Regions from separate parts of the Danio rerio genome. Here all the other regions are linked to region 3. Evidence: chromatin contacts called from public HiCAR-type and Micro-C data. All regions are on one chromosome and are shown on one strand. Each heading gives the region's core, a stretch centred on a gene start, on an enhancer-like site or on the middle of the called end of the contact. The rest is flanking DNA. Distances are from core to core; before and after follow the strand shown. Region 1 holds the start of tmtc3 (transmembrane O-mannosyltransferase targeting cadherins 3). Region 2 holds the start of rlig1 (RNA 5'-phosphate and 3'-OH ligase 1). Region 3 holds the start of kitlga (kit ligand a).

What was found. A called contact is a pair of places that touch in the nucleus more often than the background predicts. HiCAR-type assays count read pairs that join an accessible place to other places.
Region 1: a contact with region 3 is called in a Micro-C map of caudal fin, with 2.7 times the contacts expected there. The contact joins the promoter of tmtc3 here to the promoter of kitlga in region 3. A contact is called at or near these places in 2 of 18 Hi-C or Micro-C datasets (caudal fin and an unstated tissue) and 3 of 4 datasets of contacts at active chromatin or transcription factors (caudal fin, embryo and gastrula embryo).
Region 2: a HiCAR-type map of caudal fin shows a contact between it and region 3, with 4 times the contacts expected there. The contact joins the promoter of rlig1 here to the promoter of kitlga in region 3. A contact is called at or near these places in 2 of 4 datasets of contacts at active chromatin or transcription factors (caudal fin and embryo).

What each region holds. Positions count from the first base shown.
Region 1 is chr25:18,975,169-18,977,928 of GRCz12tu, forward strand. It overlaps tmtc3 (transmembrane O-mannosyltransferase targeting cadherins 3), which reads left to right and starts at 1,395. Exons shown (of 14, transcript XM_001922451.9): 1 at 1,395-1,506. It overlaps cep290 (centrosomal protein 290), which reads right to left and starts at 729. Exons shown (of 52, transcript NM_001168267.1): 1 at 637-729. The coding sequence starts at 729.
Region 2 is chr25:18,901,300-18,904,200 of GRCz12tu, forward strand. It overlaps rlig1 (RNA 5'-phosphate and 3'-OH ligase 1), which reads left to right and starts at 1,309. Exons shown (of 7, transcript NM_001008606.1): 1 at 1,309-1,498; 2 at 1,844-1,961. The coding sequence starts at 1,409. It overlaps borcs5 (BLOC-1 related complex subunit 5), which reads left to right. Exons shown (of 6, transcript NM_001007052.2): 5 at 1-159; 6 at 263-616. The coding sequence ends at 348.
Region 3 is chr25:19,112,336-19,115,035 of GRCz12tu, forward strand. kitlga (kit ligand a) reads right to left here and starts at 1,383. Exons shown (of 9, transcript NM_001018123.1): 1 at 1,369-1,383. The coding sequence starts at 1,383. All of the region lies in intron 2 of LOC141380951 (a long non-coding RNA gene), which reads left to right.

The sequences.
Region 1 (2,760 bases), core at 145-2,644, 140 kb before region 3:
AGGCCTGTAATGGATAGAGGTAAAGTTGGTTTTCTTTTCGCACATTCGTTCATTTAGAAGTCCCTAAATTGTTTACCATGTTACTTTGAATATTCGTATGACTCCTAATCAACATTAACACTATCTAATTCACTGTGAACAATGCTGTACTTTGATAGTTATTTGCTGCTAATAAGATTTCTCTATTAAAAATTTGCAAAGAAGTTATCTAAATTATATTACTAATGAGAATGTCTCAATATCCAAATATAAAACCAACTTTACCTCTATCTGTTATGAGTGTGACACCCAAAACATGCAATGATGGTGGTCCCACAGGAATGTGTTTCAGAAACACTAATTTACACAACCATAATTCTATTCAAGAATGTTGAGTCTAAAATACATTTTTTAATGATCACATATTGTGTGTGTGATCATTAAAAAAAAAATATAAAAAAAAAAAAAAAAAAAAAAAAAAATATATATATATATATATATATATATATATATATATATATATATATATATATATATATATATATATAAGTGTTTCTTTAATAATTGCAACTCCAGATTGTTGTATTGTAGTTGCAGATTGTTGTAACATCTAGCTACACTCCTCACAATTAGTGTGCCTCAAACGTGTCAGATTACCATTAAAATCAAATCACAGATCTTCTCATCCTCATCCCCCAGATCCTCTGGATCCATTCCCATGAGGAGCCGCCAGTCTGCGGCCGCAGGCATTCTTCAGGTCAGCTGCAAATGTCCCCCAGAGCTGAACTGAACAACTGATGCTGAGATTGCCAGTCTTTTTCTACCTACAGACAACATGCAAAACGAATGTAGTTTATTTCTTCACACGGACTTCTCATTGAAAACAACACCATATACCGTCACAGCACAAAAGAGTCATAGCAGAATAATAAATACACGACAAAACGCCATGCTAAATATATTAGCCAGACATATAACGTTAGTTAGTTCTCACAATGTCGATAATTAGAAATGCATGCAATTGCTCGTATTTGGGTTGGTTTTGTTCGTTAGCATAAACCTAAATTTGAACACGTCTTAATGTCAACTTTTACACATATTTGTGAAACTAAAGACACTGAAAATAACGTTTTCAGACCTTATTAAGCCATCTTGGGTTCCTCTTGCGCTCCCGCTGCTGCTAGGCAACAAGGAAAACAGTCGTAAAACGTAACGTCGTAAAATTGTCTCTGTTTGGATTCTTTTTAAAAAAAATATTTCCTTTATACGCGGTCCATTCATTATAAGGGAATCACAACTAAAACCATATATCTATCTGTGTCTATACGTTATTTGAAATGGCATTACAGAAACACAAAATCCGCGAACGGCTACTCTGTAATTCCCTACTTTTGTTGTGCCAGGCATTTTGACCCGGAAGCAGTTGTTGGACTCTGTTAATTCAATGCCGTGGATCGAACTTGCTGCTTTAGTCAACATAAACAAACATATTCTCTTTTCATTTAGCTTTTCCCCAGACATGACAAGGTGAGTTGCTTTAATTACATCCTAGCGATGACTGCTGACAGAGAAGATATTGTGAAATGACTGAAACCAGTGAATGCTAAAAGCACAGCTGAAGTTATGTTTGTTCTTTAAACCCAGCAGTCTTTTATGTGTCCAGTTGTCTTTTTATTTTCACTAAAATGTAGCTTATTTTTTACGCTTGGTTGTTGTGTCGATGTTTTATTTTCTGACTGTAATGTGTTAATTAATCGATTGATCTGAATGTAAAACAAATGCTAACTGATAGCATATGATCTGTGAGGCTGCGCCCTCTCTGCTCCGCTCAGTCCACACAGATTATCCCATTATTACTGCGATTAATCTGCTCTTTTATTGCTGCATTTCGTAGCTGCTTAAGGACGTAATGCAGTATTCTAATATAAACTTGTTTTAGAAAGGTTATATACAATTTCTGAGGCTTTTAAAAGGTTTTCCAGGGATGGAAAAGGTCATCGAAATGAATGAAATATTGAAAGATTGACGATTATGTATTTGTATGTATGTTTATTTATTTATATGTCCGATCTGGTCTAAAACATTCACAAAGTACATTTACTTCTCATTATTGTTTTAGTATTATCTAAACACTGTTATAGTATTTCTTTATGTTTCAATTAGTTACTTCATTAGTATGCTTCAAGTAAATTGTAGTCATTTTGATAATTTAACAAAAAATACATTTACCTGTATCAATTCTAGTTTTCATTTAGAGGTTCTAACATTTTCTTTCAGCTTTATGTAAAATAAACAAAACCAATCACAATGATAAAACCACATCAAAATTACAGGAACCTTAAATAGTGAAAATGTATTAAACATAAATAATATAATTGAACACTGTTGCTTCACAGCAAGAAGGTCGCTGGTTCGAGTCCCAGCTGGGCTAGTTGGCATTTCTGTGTGGAGTTGCATGTTCTCCCCGTGTTGGTGTGGGTTTCCTCCGGGTGCTCCGGTGCTTACTCTCTCCTTAGTAATTTAATTTCACAAAATCATTTTTCGCAAACTCTAAATTTTAAAATTAATTTAACATCTAATGACAATCAAAGTACAACATGGTTCACAGTCACAGTTAAATAGGTCTGATGTTGTTTTGAAGTCATATTAATAGGCATGGGCTGGTATAAGATTCTGACGGTATGATAACCTTGGATATAAATATCACAGTTTTGCGGTGTCGCGGTATGGAGATTATTGCTCTAAAATATATTCTTTTTAAATGTCTGGGTAAAAAACAAA
Region 2 (2,901 bases), core at 59-2,558, 210 kb before region 3:
CGCTGTTCAGCATCATGCAGGAAAGGCAAAAGCGGTACGCCAAATACGCCGAGCAGATCCAAAAGGTCAATGAGATGTCGATGATTCTGAGACGTATTCAGATGGGGATCGACCAGACTGTACCACTCATGGAGCGCCTCAACAACATGCTGCCCGAGAGTGAGCGGCTGGAGCCCTTCTGCATGAAACCTGATGGAGATAGCAAATAAAAGTTTTAGTGTGTTGATACTGATTGACTTTGATACTGATTGACCTACCTCAGGTCTCTTCTGGATGTTACCAATGGAGCGCATCACTTTTGCACTGGATTGCTTATCGTATGCCTGGATCAGGTGTTTTCTGGCCTAAATGAAGTTACATGGTACAAAAGATGAAATTATATTACTGAAAATGACAATTGTGTGTGTGTGTGTGTGTGCGTGCGTGCGTGCGTGCGTGTGTGTGTGCGTGTGTGTGCGCGCTCTGGTACATATTTACTCAATAGGCTTAATGGAGTGCTCTTGAAGGGCATGACAACATTCAGAATGCTATTTAATGAGAAGTCATTAATGCATATGATGCTCTTGCACTTAGGGTTGTCTGCAGACTCTCTGTAATTAAAGTTGTTGGCATTACAGTTTCTGTTTTCATGAGAGATTTATTAAACACAATACTTTTTTGGCATGGGATTTGAAAAAAATATATTGATGAATTTGGGGGTTGCACAATATATAGTGTATATGTATAGTGTATCTTGTGTATAGGTATAGTATGCAGTGTATCATGTCTGTATATGTATGGAGTATGGAGTGTATCATGTATATGTATAGAGTGTGCATATGTGGAAAAAGTGAAGCGCTATGAATACTTTCCGGATGCACTTTAGTTTTTTTTTTTTTCAATGATGCAGTTAATCATCCACAACCGTGACAAACCAAGCGAGCGGCATTTTAAATTTCAACAAAGACCACAGTTTCAGCTAAAAATAAATAAATAAGCATTTGCTGGGGCAGATTTAAGTTTGTGTGTAAACTATCTCTTTAACTGAACTGGACATATTTATTTTCCATTCAAAACTTACAAAAATAAGCAAAAGTCGAGAGTCAACATGGCGCTCCCCTTAGACGACACGCTCCATGCAGAATAGAGCTTGTTATTTTAAAGCAGCCTTCGTTTATTTCTGAGTTCAACTATTTGAAAGTACAATTTAAAACAGATGTAGTTTTAAACAAGTCACATTGCGCCATTATGAAAAGTCTCCGTTCCAATAGATGGCGACAAAGATCAGAACATGACACACTAAGGAACGAGAGGAAATCTGAACAAAATAGCAGTGGGCGCATGGCTGATCTGAAAATGTGTTGATGTCATCAGTCCATAGTAATTCTGCAAAGCAACTTGACAATCGAGCTGATCAACAGCGGTAATAATGCGGCGTCTGGGTTCAGTGCAGCAGAAGATTCCATGCGTTTTCCTGACGGAAGTGAGAGACGAACCATCCAGAAAACGCGACTGTCAGGTGGGTGAAAAAGAATCTGTATTTTTCGTCAGTGTACACGTTATATTAAATCACTAAAGTGATTATGAGCTAGGGAAAACATTACTAAATAGGCATTGCCTACTGTCAATATCACTGCTTTGTAGTTATTTTATTTTAACTCGCGCATCACAGAGACACCGTCAGAATGTAGACAATACGTTTATTTAAAAAAGCACGTATAAAAAGTGACTGTGGTAATAGTGCTATTTAATCACATTAAACTATTAAAGCAACAATGAATGGAAATTAGTTGTTGATGAGGATAGTGTATAGGTTTGATTGTTAGCTGATCTGACATGCTCTCATCCTCTTCTGCCCGTTCAGCAGTTTCAGGTTGTGGCTACTGAGAATGTGAGCCCTGCTGCTCTGGCATCAGATGTCCACTGTGCTGCAGCCACTGAGAAGGTTGACGGGACATGCTGCTATGTCACCACATTCAATGGTACAATCTGGATCCTAAATAAGTCAACATTTGTGAAATGTTTGTTGTTGATTTATTGTTGATTTAAACATTAATATCATATATTTACATCCAGTCATTTGGCAGATGCTTATATCAAACATCTCTCTCTCTATACACCCCCCAGCCACTTTATTAGGTGTACCTTACTAGTACCAGGTTAGACCCACCTTTGCCTCCATAACTGTCTTAATCTTTTGTGGCATGGATTTAACAAGGCACTGGAAATATTCCTCAGAGATTTTGGTCCATATTGACATGATAGTTTCACACAGTTGCTGCAGAGTTGTCAGCTGCACATCCATGATGGAAATCTCTCGTTCCACCACATCCCATATGCTCTATTGGATTGAGACCTGGTACCTGTAGAGGCCATCAGAGTACAGTGAACTCATTGTCATGTTCAAGAAACCAATCTGAGATGATTCACGCTTTATGACATGGCGTGTCATCCTGCTGGAAGGAGCCATTAGAAGATGAGTACACTGTGGTCATAATGGGATGGACATGGGCAGCAACAATACTCGGGTAGGGTGTGGCACTGACACGATGCTCAGTTAGTATTAATGGGCCCAAAGTGTGCCAAGAATATATACCCCACACCATTACCACCAGCCAGTGGGGTTTTTCTGCTGCTGTAGCCTATCTGCTTCAAGGTTCGATGTGTTGTGCATTCAGAGATGCTCTTCTGCATACCTCTTTTGTAACGAGTGGTTATTTGAGTTTCTGTCGCCTTTCGAACCAGTCTGGCCATTCTCCTCTGATGTCACTGTATATTTTCTCTTTTTCGGACCATTCTTTGTAAACCCTAGAGATGGTTGAGCATAAAAATCCCAGTAGATCAGCAGTTTCTGAAATACTCAGACCAGCCCGTCTGGCACCAACAACCATGCCACCTTCAAAGTCACTTTAATCATCTTTC
Region 3 (2,700 bases), core at 133-2,632:
TAAAAACACTGCATGTGAATTACTTTACTGAAATTGCAGCCTTGCTGTCGGTGTGGATGCACTAACATTTTGATCTATCATGCCCATGGGAGAGCAGGGTTCAATTCCAGCCTCGGTCGTGTTCCCTTTCACTCCCTTCATGTTCTGTTTCTCCTTTACTATATATCAATAAAAGGGCAAAAATGCAACAAAAGGACAAATGAAGTCTTCAAAAACCCTACATCTCAGTAAAACCCTAGAGACCACATGTCAATTTATCATACTAAAGCTGCCGTACTCCCAAGAAACAAACATTCCCAATTGAGCAAAAAAGGTGCAAGGTGAATCTGCTCTTCATACATCATGGACTTAGTCTTCTTTAAGTAACAGTGGAAATATCTCAGCACATGTCAAATATCTTTTGCCTCCTTAGGTGAATCTTAATTTACAGTATACAAAAAAAAAAAAACAAGCTGCAAAAAGTGTACATTCACTAAAAAAGCAAAGAGGGGCAGCGTTATTGATGAATTTTGAGTAAATACTCCCACCCCCAGTCAATGAAAACCATTTCCACTGGCTTATTTCCCGTTGTACAACATGTCCAAGACAGGGAGGAATGTATCAGGAAATCTTGTTCTCACAAAATATAGCTGCATGTAGATTTTCTTTTGGGTTAAGCACCTGCGTAAAAGTCCAGAGGTCGTGTTGTTTTATATCAGTGTTATATACTCTTATCTCTTTTTCAAAGACTTCATATCTTCCGACACATGATTAAGTTTAAATTTTCATGACTATCACGAATATACTATTCTCAAAATGAACGCTCCGTCAACAAAATGAAACATTTCACGTCGAACATTTGATTAGACTATTGTAAACTCATTTTATTCAACAACAACAAAATTGAGTATAATGCCTGTGGTAATTGTTTTAGAAAGTTGCATCGATCGTTTACACTTTTGCTCAATTTCCACCAAAATTCAGTGAGAAACCTACAGTGATTAAAAGTGATTCTGACAAGATCTCTGGAATGGAAACAAACATTATTTTAACGACGCTCGCTTGTGCGGGATGAGAAAGCGTGTTTGTGGTACTTAACGACAAGTCAATTTAATACAAAAATAAACCATTCTGCTGCTACTTCCAAATAGGCAACCCGCTCTAGCCCAATTAAGTGCGCACAATTCGTTTTCGTGCGCATTACGCGCCCAAAAATGACAAACTATGCATCAAGCTAAACGCCTTTTTTGTAATATAAAACACACTAGCTATATTCCCTCCCGTCTTCAAACAGTGCATTTCTGCACGCACAATACAGTGACAAACAAATGCAAGTCGCATGTGACTCACAATAAATGAGTCGCGTTGAAGCAAAAGCCATTCACTTACGTTTGACTTCTTCATATGGAACGAGAGGAGTAACTCCAATGTCAGCGAAACCCTATTTTATCTTACTTCTGCGGGCAGGGAAAGGGTTCTCTTCATCCCAAAGGTACATATCCAAAATCATCATAAAGTAGAATCCAAGTCGGGAGGGAAAGAAAGTCACCTAAATTTGCGTAATGATGGTAAGTATCCAGGTAGACGCTTCATGCCGCACGATGGAGAACGGAAGGCTGCGGAAAGAATCAAGAGTTTTTTCCCAAGAGCAAAGCCTTTTTATCGTGACTCGAGCGCACACCCGCCCACCTCAGTTTCTCTCAGTCTACTGCCCTGTGTCTCACTCAATCGATTTCACAATCACCATCTAAACGTCCAACCGAGATTTATTTAATGGATATGTTTTCCTGCTTATTTTCGCAGAATTTAGTCGCTTGTTTACGGCTCGTCCAGACTGCAAATAGTTTGCGATATGTTTTGTTGTAAAGTAGGCTATCTGCTGCGCGGTGCTTTTTTTCACCCTGAGGCGTTACACAAATCATTAGTGATTGTTCTGGAAAACGTTTACCTTACATTACACACGATTTATCCAAACGTCTTGACGCAAACGAATAATTTATTTTAATTCTGTTATTATAATGGAAGCGCAGCTGACCGGTCAAAGTTTTTGTTAACAGGGAATACTGTGTAACATTAAAATAATACCCTCCGTTTCATCCTCACATGCATTTTTTAGTTTCATACTAACCTTATATTTCATTTAACATGCAGCTCAAATGTGTCCGTATCTCTAGTTTGTGTGACATGTATAGTCGAATCTGACAGACGTCTGCCAACACTGAGGTAAACAGTGACATCTACAGCAGTATTCGGGCTAAAACTAGCTAGTAAGGGAGAATGTAATTCTTAATAAAGTTACCCACTAGTTAAGAAGAGTTACTTGAAGGTAAGACTAGTAGACACCAAAAGCCCATATTCATATGTAAATATGAACTAGATTCTTTCCAAAGTTGAATTTTGCTCTAGGCATTAGCTTTAATATTCGGAACATTTTAATGTAAGGAAGCAATATGCATACTTGGAATATTCTAACAATCACTATTTAAAAAAAGTCAATCACTCTTTAAGTTACAATTCAAACACATAATTGAATTAAACTGTATAATTAAAGCCAATAAATGTCAGTCTCATCTGAATTGTTTTCAAATACATAATCATACAAAAATTGAGCATGATTTCCTGTTTGTAAAAACTTAAAAATGATTTAATACCCAATAGTAGCCTGATATAGCATGCAGAAGTCAGTGTCTGTTTTTAATATCTACAGCACAAAGTTCATAG